2 separate regions of the Mus musculus genome follow, and region 1 is linked to region 2. Evidence: chromatin contacts called from public HiChIP or PLAC-seq data. All regions are on one chromosome and are shown on one strand. The core of a region is the stretch at or near the end of the contact, and the rest is flanking DNA. Distances in the headings are between cores, read along the strand shown. Region 1 overlaps Shld2 (shieldin complex subunit 2). Region 2 overlaps Glud1 (glutamate dehydrogenase 1).

Evidence for each region. HiChIP or PLAC-seq counts read pairs in DNA pulled down with a chosen protein or histone mark.
Region 1: a contact with region 2 is called in an H3K27ac HiChIP or PLAC-seq map of embryonic stem cells, with 7 read pairs. The contact joins two enhancer-like sites. A contact is called at or near these places in 3 of 39 promoter capture datasets (3T3-L1-derived adipocytes, liver and macrophages), 2 of 484 Hi-C or Micro-C datasets (both in liver), 4 of 115 datasets of contacts at active chromatin or transcription factors (the SCID.adh cell line, embryonic stem cells and epiblast stem cells) and 3 of 9 other capture datasets (adipose tissue, liver and pancreatic islet).

The regions. Positions count from the first base shown.
Region 1 is chr14:34,233,064-34,237,158 of GRCm38.p6, reverse strand. Shld2 (shieldin complex subunit 2) reads left to right here. Exons shown (of 10, transcript NM_001360074.1): 10 at 1-126. Among named protein-coding and RNA genes, the nearest start is that of Syt15, 15 kb to the right of the region's middle. Within about 2 kb of position 2,323, at least 45 of the 459 cell types and tissues checked have an H3K27ac peak or open chromatin away from gene starts, as enhancers often do. A contact at or near this core is called in embryonic stem cells, where this site is marked.
Region 2 is chr14:34,321,403-34,325,631 of GRCm38.p6, reverse strand. It overlaps Glud1 (glutamate dehydrogenase 1), which reads right to left. Exons shown (of 13, transcript NM_008133.4): 3 at 3,809-3,864; 4 at 56-119. Among named protein-coding and RNA genes, the nearest start is that of Glud1, 13 kb to the right of the region's middle. Within about 2 kb of position 1,796, at least 6 of the 459 cell types and tissues checked have an H3K27ac peak or open chromatin away from gene starts, as enhancers often do. A contact at or near this core is called in embryonic stem cells, where this site is marked.

The DNA.
Region 1 (4,095 bases), core at 1,074-3,573, 89 kb after region 2:
CTGAGCCATCCAACCCTATGATCTATCTTTTGAAATGAAATGACAGGGATTTTGCTTAGAGTTTTTAAAATAGGTAATTTATTAGCATAATATAATTGTGCTAAATACATAATTTTTTAAAGAAAATTCTGTGAAGCTTTTATTATTTGTTTTTCTGTTGGTATTCTCCCCAGCACTGACTTTCTGCTATAAACTGAATTGCTTTCCTTCATTATAACTGTGTCTACTGGGCTAGGGATGCAGTGCTGTTGCTATGGCCTCAGGCGTGGTCGTATCCATCCTTGCCTGCCACTGACACTTTACTGTGGGGCTCTTGGCCCCTGGTCTGTCCTGTAAGTTGTCAGCACTGTGTGGAGTTTCCTTCTGGGAGACAAGCTTCCTCTTAGACTAGGGTACCACCTTTTCATCTTTAGCAGGAGACTTCAGGAGAGATTCCAATTCCTTGGCACCGATTGTCTCAGTATAGCCAAAGGGAGGGGCACAAATGCTTCTATTTAGAGTACTGGGACTCCTGCCATGATATTTAAGTTAATTGACTGAATTAGTATCATGAAAATGGCTGTAGCCCTGAAAGCAAGCTACAATATTCAATGTAGTTCTTAGCACAATCCCAGTGAGTTTCTTCTCAGAAATAGAAAAAACAATCCTCAAATTCCTGTGGAACAAAAGCACCCTTGAGCAGAGCCTCCCCTGAGGACAGAGAGCACAGCGTCTGATTTCAGACACTTTCACAGAGCCACAATGACAATAACAGACAGACGTGTGGATGAAGGGAATGAAATAGAGGGTGCAGAACTCACCCCTGGCAGGTATGATGGAGCAGTGCCAGGCCATACACCAGTGTGTGTGGCATTCGTGTCAACAAGTGGTCCTGGGAAAACCACGTGAGAATTCTCTCATCCACTACAGAAGGCATTCAAAATGGATCAATACTTCTAAGATCTGAAACTTTGACACTACTACCAGAAAACACAAGGAAAATACTTCTAAGATAGAGACACAAGCAAGGACTTCCTGGCACCTTCGGACTGGTGTGGCTGTAGAAGGCAGAGCCTCATGGAAAGGACTCCAGTAGCTCAGGAAATAAGATCAAGAACTGGCAAATGGAACTGCAGATAACTTTAAAACTTCTGCGAAGCACAGAGAAAAGAGACAGCATACAGGTCAGGAGAGAAACCGTCAGCTGTGTTTTACTATCTAGAACAGAGAACAACAAACAAAATCAACAAATGACAAGCAGTTCTCAAAAGGAGTACAAGTGAGCTGGGGGTGGGGGTGGCCCTTGCCTTTAATCTCAGTACTCAGAAGGCAGAGGCAGGAGGATCTCTGTGAGTTCGAGGCCAGCCTGGTCTAGAGTTCCAGGACATCCAAGTAGTTTCTAAGTCTATGAAGAAAATATCCAACATCTCTAGCCCTCAGGGACAGGCAAATAAAAACTATACTCAAAGTCCTCCATCCCAACCAAAGGAGACAAACTGCAAATATTGGTGAGAATGTAGGGAAAGAGGAATCCTTACACACCAGGTAACAGCTCCAAACTACAGAGTCCACAAGCAGTAAATGGATAACAGACAGCACCATGCCATTCACAGGAGGGTGTGTAGCCCTGACACACAAGAAGAGTCATGCTCAAAGGACAGTATGAAGAGGGCAAACAAACTAGCATACACCTTTTCTCATTCCTTAGCTAATGTGTAATGCTGTACATTGTACATCACAGATATTTAGATGGTATGCGCCTATAGATTATATAGTGCTTGATCAGGTGTAGCAATCAGAGAGGAAGAGGTGGTGCTTGGGAAGGGCCACCCCGGATATTGGCTTTTGTGGCCTGCTGGCTCTAGATCTAACCTTCCCCACTTGCTCTGAGGTAACAGCCATTCTAGTGAGTGGCCATAGCGTGGCCACCATGATGCTAAACACTAGAGGGCAGTGGAGACATACCACAGAAGGCCGGGCTGCTATCCTAGGTTGAGCTGGAAGCCACACCTCTGAGTCACGTGTCTACTCCCTCCTGCCCTGGACACAGTGCGCTAGGCTGGGTCCCTTGGCAGACCACCTTTGCTCGCTCACTCCTGCCTGAAAGATTGTCAGTCAGCAAACTAATGCAAGCTCAAACCGAGAGAGCCAAGGTGGTTATTTGCCTGATTTCACTCCTCCTCATTACTGACAAATGGTTAATTTACACAGAAACATGGGAGGGATGGAGAAGTTTAAGGAGGAAGAAGGGAAGATTTTATTTTCCACGCACCCTGACTGCAAAGTACCACAGTTCTGCGCTCTGATGAGAGGGAATACCGACAGCATCTCGGACCCCTGGAGTCTGATTCCAGCTCCAGAGCTGCTCTCTTGCTGCGGGGGACTGGGAGGCAGCGTGTCCTCCTTCCTGCTCTGCTAATGGGAGGGATCTCTCCTGGGCTCGGGTGCTGCCTTATCCCGCTGATGTACAAAACCTTATTCAATTCCCAAGAGATTGTTCCTTCCTCCTTTCCGCAGTGAAGCACAATTCCTTAAAGCAAACAGTGATTCAGGCAAACCATTCCTTCCATAGAAAGTATTAGTGGAGTATAATGGTCAAGTATTACAGTCTGGTTTTAAAATTGCATGCTAAACTCAATTAAGAGATTTGTCAATTATGTTGAAGGAGCTGAGCTTATGGAATCTAATCAGTGAATTATTTCATTATATTTTTCTAATTAACTCTTCAGACTCTCTTATCAGGTTGCTAGCTTCTCCCTGCTCCTTGGATTAAAAACTTAGAACAAGTGCCATGACTTCTTTCCCTCCCCTCCCCTCCCCTCCCCTTCCCTCCCCTCCCCTTCCCTCCCCTCCCCTTCCCTCCCCTCCCCTTCCCTCCCCTCCCCTCCTCTCCTCTCCCCTTCCCTTTCCTCTTTTCTCAGTATTGTGACTGCTTTGATCACCATGAGCAGTAAGTAAATTAAGTAGAATTCCTCTAGTAGTGTCTGGTTCCACAGGTAGACTGTCCACACTTCCAGCATTCAGCTATAGCTAACTCACTGCCTGGGTCCTATTGCTCCGTCTTGTGCTTCTGTCCATCCTTCCCCTCCCCCACCTCCCCCCACCACACCCCTTTCTCAGGTGCTTGGTCACCCCAGCCGGAGCCTGAATGTGGCAAGGAGGAAGATCTCCTGAGGGGCAGGAACCTCGAGCTGCAGAACTTCCAGGACCTCCCTTTAGTGAGGTCTCCCCACCACTCCATGACCGACCTTGGTTTGCTACAGTGTTTGTTGCAGCAACACCATTCAAATCCCTTACAGCAGGGGATTGCCTTTGTCTGGAAAAGGAAGTCAGTTTTGAAAATTTATTCCTCCAACTCTTTTTAAAATTAATTTATTATTATAATTAAGTACACTGTAGCTGTCTTCAGACACACCAGAAGAGGGTGTCAGATCTCATTATGGGTGGTTGTGAGCCACCATATAGTTGCCAGGAATTGAACTCAGGACGTTCGGAAGAGCAGTCAGGGCTCTTACCCGCTGAGCCATTTTGCCAACCCAGTTTTTCCAACTCTTATGAACAGAATTCTGGGTAAATTCCAATTGTGAAGTGCTCAAGGGAGACCAGAAAGTAGCAAGAAAGTGAAAAATAATCTCCCTTCCTCTGCTAATTATCCTCTGACAGTGATGAGCACAGGCTGCTCATGGCTCTTGAAGTAATTTGGGCAGACATTCCACACAGAAAAGTAAGAAAAGCATAATTGACAAATGACTGCACAAATTACAACACATCATTATGGGATGCCAAATTGGCAGCCATGACACCAAGGCCAGTAGGCAGCTTCAGGAAGTGCTCTCCCCCAGAGATGCTCCTTCAGGAGAGCACAGGCCCCTGGGGCTGCCTCACATCGCCCCTCAAATTCTTCACCCCTCCCTGGAGCTGTGCCCACTGTTGTGTAGCTTTGCCAAAAAGGCACGTCTACTTCTCTGACCCTGGATTTTCAGCTTGGCCATATGGCTTGCTTTGGCCCAGGGATATCTAGGGGCACCATACAAGCAGAAGACAAAAAACATGCTCTCCTATGCTTCTGCCTCCATCTCGACAGGCGCTGTCCCTGGGTAGCTGGTGGTCAGTGTG
Region 2 (4,229 bases), core at 547-3,046:
ATCATTACTTAGTAGGTGTTTCACTCTATACAGAAATACATAGGGCAATACATACCAATAAAACCCTTCTTGGCCAGCTCCATAGTGAACCTCCGTGTAATTTTTTCTAATTCATTATCCTACAGAGAGAAACAAACAAACACACAGAGAAACACATTTTTGATATAAAGATCAAATGGAAAGAGGATTTTTTGTTTGTTTGCTTTTTGAGACAGGGTTTCTCTGTATAGCCCTGGCTGTCCTGGAACTCACTCTGTAGACCAGGCTAGCCTGGAACTCAGAAATCCGCCTGCCTCTGCCTCCCAAGTGCTGGGATTAAAGGCCTGCGCCACCCCCTTCCCTCACCTCCCCGGCTGGAAAGACACTCCCAGTACCACTTGTGGAGCAGGCACTTTTAGTTACTTTTTTTTTTCTTTTTTCTTAGGTATTTTCCTCATTTACATTTCCAATGCTTTCCCAAAAGTCCCCCATACCCTCCCCCCAACTCCCCTACCCACCCACTCCCACTTTTTGGCCCTGGCATTCCCCTGTACTGGGGCATATAAAGTTTGCAAGTCCAATGGGCCTCTCTTTCCAGTGATGGCCGACTAAGCCATCTTTTGATACATATACAGCTAGAGTCAAGAGCTCCGGGGTACTGGTTAGTTCATAATGTTGTTCCACCTATAGGGTTGCAGATCCCTTTAGCTCCTTGGGTACTTTCTCTAGCTCCTCCATTGGGGGCCCTGTGATCCATCCAATAGCTGACTGTGAGCATCCACTTCTGTGTTTGCTAGGCCCTGTCTAGTTACTTTTTTGAGCCATGGTTTTACTATGTAGCAGACTAGGCAGACCTGGAATTCACTATGTATCTCAGAAAAATGATTTTTCTTCCTTTCTTTTCTTTGTTTGTTTTTTGAGACAGAGTTTCTCTTTCTAGTCCTGACTGTCCTGGAACTCAGAGATCTGCCTACCTCAGCTTCCTAAATCCTGGGATTAAAGGCATGTACCACCACTGCCTGGTTAAAAAAAATAATAAAATAAAAAAGATTTCAAAAGGCCTGCTTGGACTACAGAGAATTCAAGGCAACCCCGTGAAGCCCTGTCTCAGTATAAAAAGTAAAGAGAGGGTTGGGGAGATACAGCTCAACGGGAGAGCATCTGCCTAGCATGTGAGGACTAGAGTCTTGGTTCAGAGAAGGCATGACTGAGGGAGTCTTACTGGCTGGCCTTGAACTTGCTATCTAGTCTAGACTGGCTATGAACTTAGAGATCCACCTACACCTGCCAGACGTGGTGTTTGTAACTCCATCACTGGGAATACCGAGGCAAAAGAATGTGGAAACAAATAAGGCTATATAGGTATAGGCTATAAAGGGAAACTTTGTCTAAAATGTGTATGTGTGTGTGCATAATGCAGAACATGACAGTGCGTCCTGCAATCCCAGTACCTAGGAGGTAAAAGAAGCCATCCTAGGGTGAGTACACACACACACACACACACACACACACACACACACAAGTACCAGGTCAGCCAGGGCTTCAAAGTAATAACATCCTCAATCCCCCCTCTTTTCGGTTTCTGTCGTTCTCTCTCATACACTCACACAAAACAGTTATAACTATATGGATCCTGAGGTGGTTTCAATAGGGATGGCCCCTATAGACTCATGTGTTTGAATGCTTGGCCCATAGGGAATGGCACTATTACGGAGGTGTGGCCTTGTTGGAGGAAGTGTGTCACTGTGGAGGCGGGGTTTGAAGTTTTCTATGCTCAAGCTGGGCCTAGTGTGGCAGTCTCTTGCTGACTGTGAATCAGGATGTAGACCTCAGCTTCTTCTGCAGCACCATGTCTGCCTGCATGCTGCCATGCTTCCTGCCATGTTGACAATGGACTAAACCACTGAAACTGTTAGCTAGCCCAATTAAATGTCTTCCTTTATAAAAGCTGCTGGGGTCAAGGTGTCTCTTCATAGCAGTAAAACCCTAGGGCAGACTCCATGGGTCATCCTATACTTTCATTTAAATGTAAAGTTTTAACATGGGTGTGGCGGCTGTGCCTGTAACCCTAAGTCTCAGGAGGACAGCTGAGAATGAGGTCAATCTGGGTTAGGTCGTGAATCCCTATCTCAAAAACAAAACAAGATCACATGCAAAAAGGGAGACAGAGTTGGGGTTTAACACAGATGCTTAATATAGGCATAAGGGTTAAGAGAGCAGCAGTTAAAAAAGAGAAGACATATATATCCAAGTGCGTGGGTGTGGGCTTCTTGAAAGGGTTACAGAGATAAACAAGACACCCAAGTATGGGTGACAGTGTGTTCAAGGAGTCATCAAATGGTGAATTTCAGAGAATGAAACCACACAACTAACTACTGTAGCAACCAGTTTTAACTAACTTGGAACTAACAGAATAAACATGATTTTTACTAGATAAGTTGTTTGTTGCTAGAATAAAACCTTGGTATTAAAACTTAAGATCAAAATCTTATTCATGTTTTAATTTTTAGTTTTCCAAGACAGGACTTCTCTGGTAGCCCTAGCTATTCTGGAACTTACTATGTAGATCAAGCTATCCTTGAACTCAGAGATCTGCCTGCCTCTGCCACCTGAGTGCTTGGATTAAAAGTGTGTGCCATCATGCTGGGCACAAAACTTAAGATCAAAACTTTTAAAAATTAAAAAATTTAGATGTATGTCACGGACTCTGGTGGAGTCAGCTTGTGAGGCAGAAATGCCAAAAAGCTGCTCATGAGAAATGAATTTCTAGGACTCTCCTCCTGGATATTCTGGCGAAAGCCAACTCTCCAGTTTGGATCGGTTTGTCAGGCGAAAAGCCTGGAAGCTGTTTTACGAGGATAAGAGTCCAGGGAAATTTTCCTCCCAGAGTTATGGCATCTCTTACCCTAACCCATTATATTCAAATTTCCACCACATTAATCTAGTGTATAGATTCACGTGCACTCTATTAAGCATCACCTTATAGTAAATGCCTTTTAAGATTGTATTCTAACATAGCTAAAGCCTTTTCCCAGTGTTCTTAGATTCCAGATAGCAGCAAGGAGCTTAACCCATTTAGTAAACAATTAAGCACTTGCCATTTTACTCAGCTGTTTACAGATAGAGACTAAAAGTCTCACTGAGATAGAAATCTTTTACTACAGGCTACTTCCATGTCAAGTATAAGTTGATATACTACCCTGATAAGGGGAAACTCTCCAGACAAGATAAGTTTTATTAGACCTAAGAATTTAGAGCTCTGTGATAGCACATTACTCTTAAGGCCTGTCAAGAGTTAACAACCCCCTGATGCTTTTAACCTTAAAGTGTGAAATTCTTGCCTGGCATTAGGCTGATCCAAAGGCAGGGCTTGTTATCCCTAATGTAAACATTTAATTAGTCCCTGTAAATTCCTTTCTGCTGTAACTGGTGAATTTCAGTGTATCTTGTCTTTTTGTGATTTGTATCCTCTGATAATTCGTTGTAATATAAGTCTGAAGCTCAACCAGAACATTACATTCAGATTCAACACATCTTTCGTGTATCTGTCTGTCATTTTCATCCGGAATCTTTGTCCATCTGCCTAAGAAATCCCGTTCTTCACAGACCAGGGACCCAGATTGTCTGTGGCAGATGTAAATGTCTATTAACATGAGAAGCACAGCCATCAACAGCAAGCAAGTGTGGCAAGATACATTAGGAAATTTACAGCTGAGTCAACCATTAGCTGTTTTCCAATTCCTCCAGGAAAGCAATGGCACCATTAACCTCACTGGCATGAGGAGCACAACTTTAGGCCCTACATGGACAGTGCCAGCTGGATACTTACTGTATAGTTCTTGGGGTTGATCTTAACGCCTGCTTTAGCACCTCCAAACGGTACATCTGAGAGAGAATAGTGAAAGATATTGTTCCATAAAAGCTTAAAAAACATAAAAACAGAAAATATTGCCAATACAGAGAGAGCAAATATCATCAAGTATGTTTCTCAAGTATTTCATCTTCTTCCTTACCTATACACAATTAGTTATCTGGAGGATGGAGTCCAACCCTAGACAAGAATTTTATGTCTCCTATGTACATAATGTACTGGTAATGATGTAGGACATTTTACTGTTGCCTACATTTTGTTTTTGGTGTTTTTTGAGACAGGGTTTCTCTGTGTATCCCTGGCTGTCCTGGAACTCACTCTGTAGACCAGGCTGGCCTCGACCACAGACTGACTTGCTTCTGTCTGCAGAGTGCTGGGA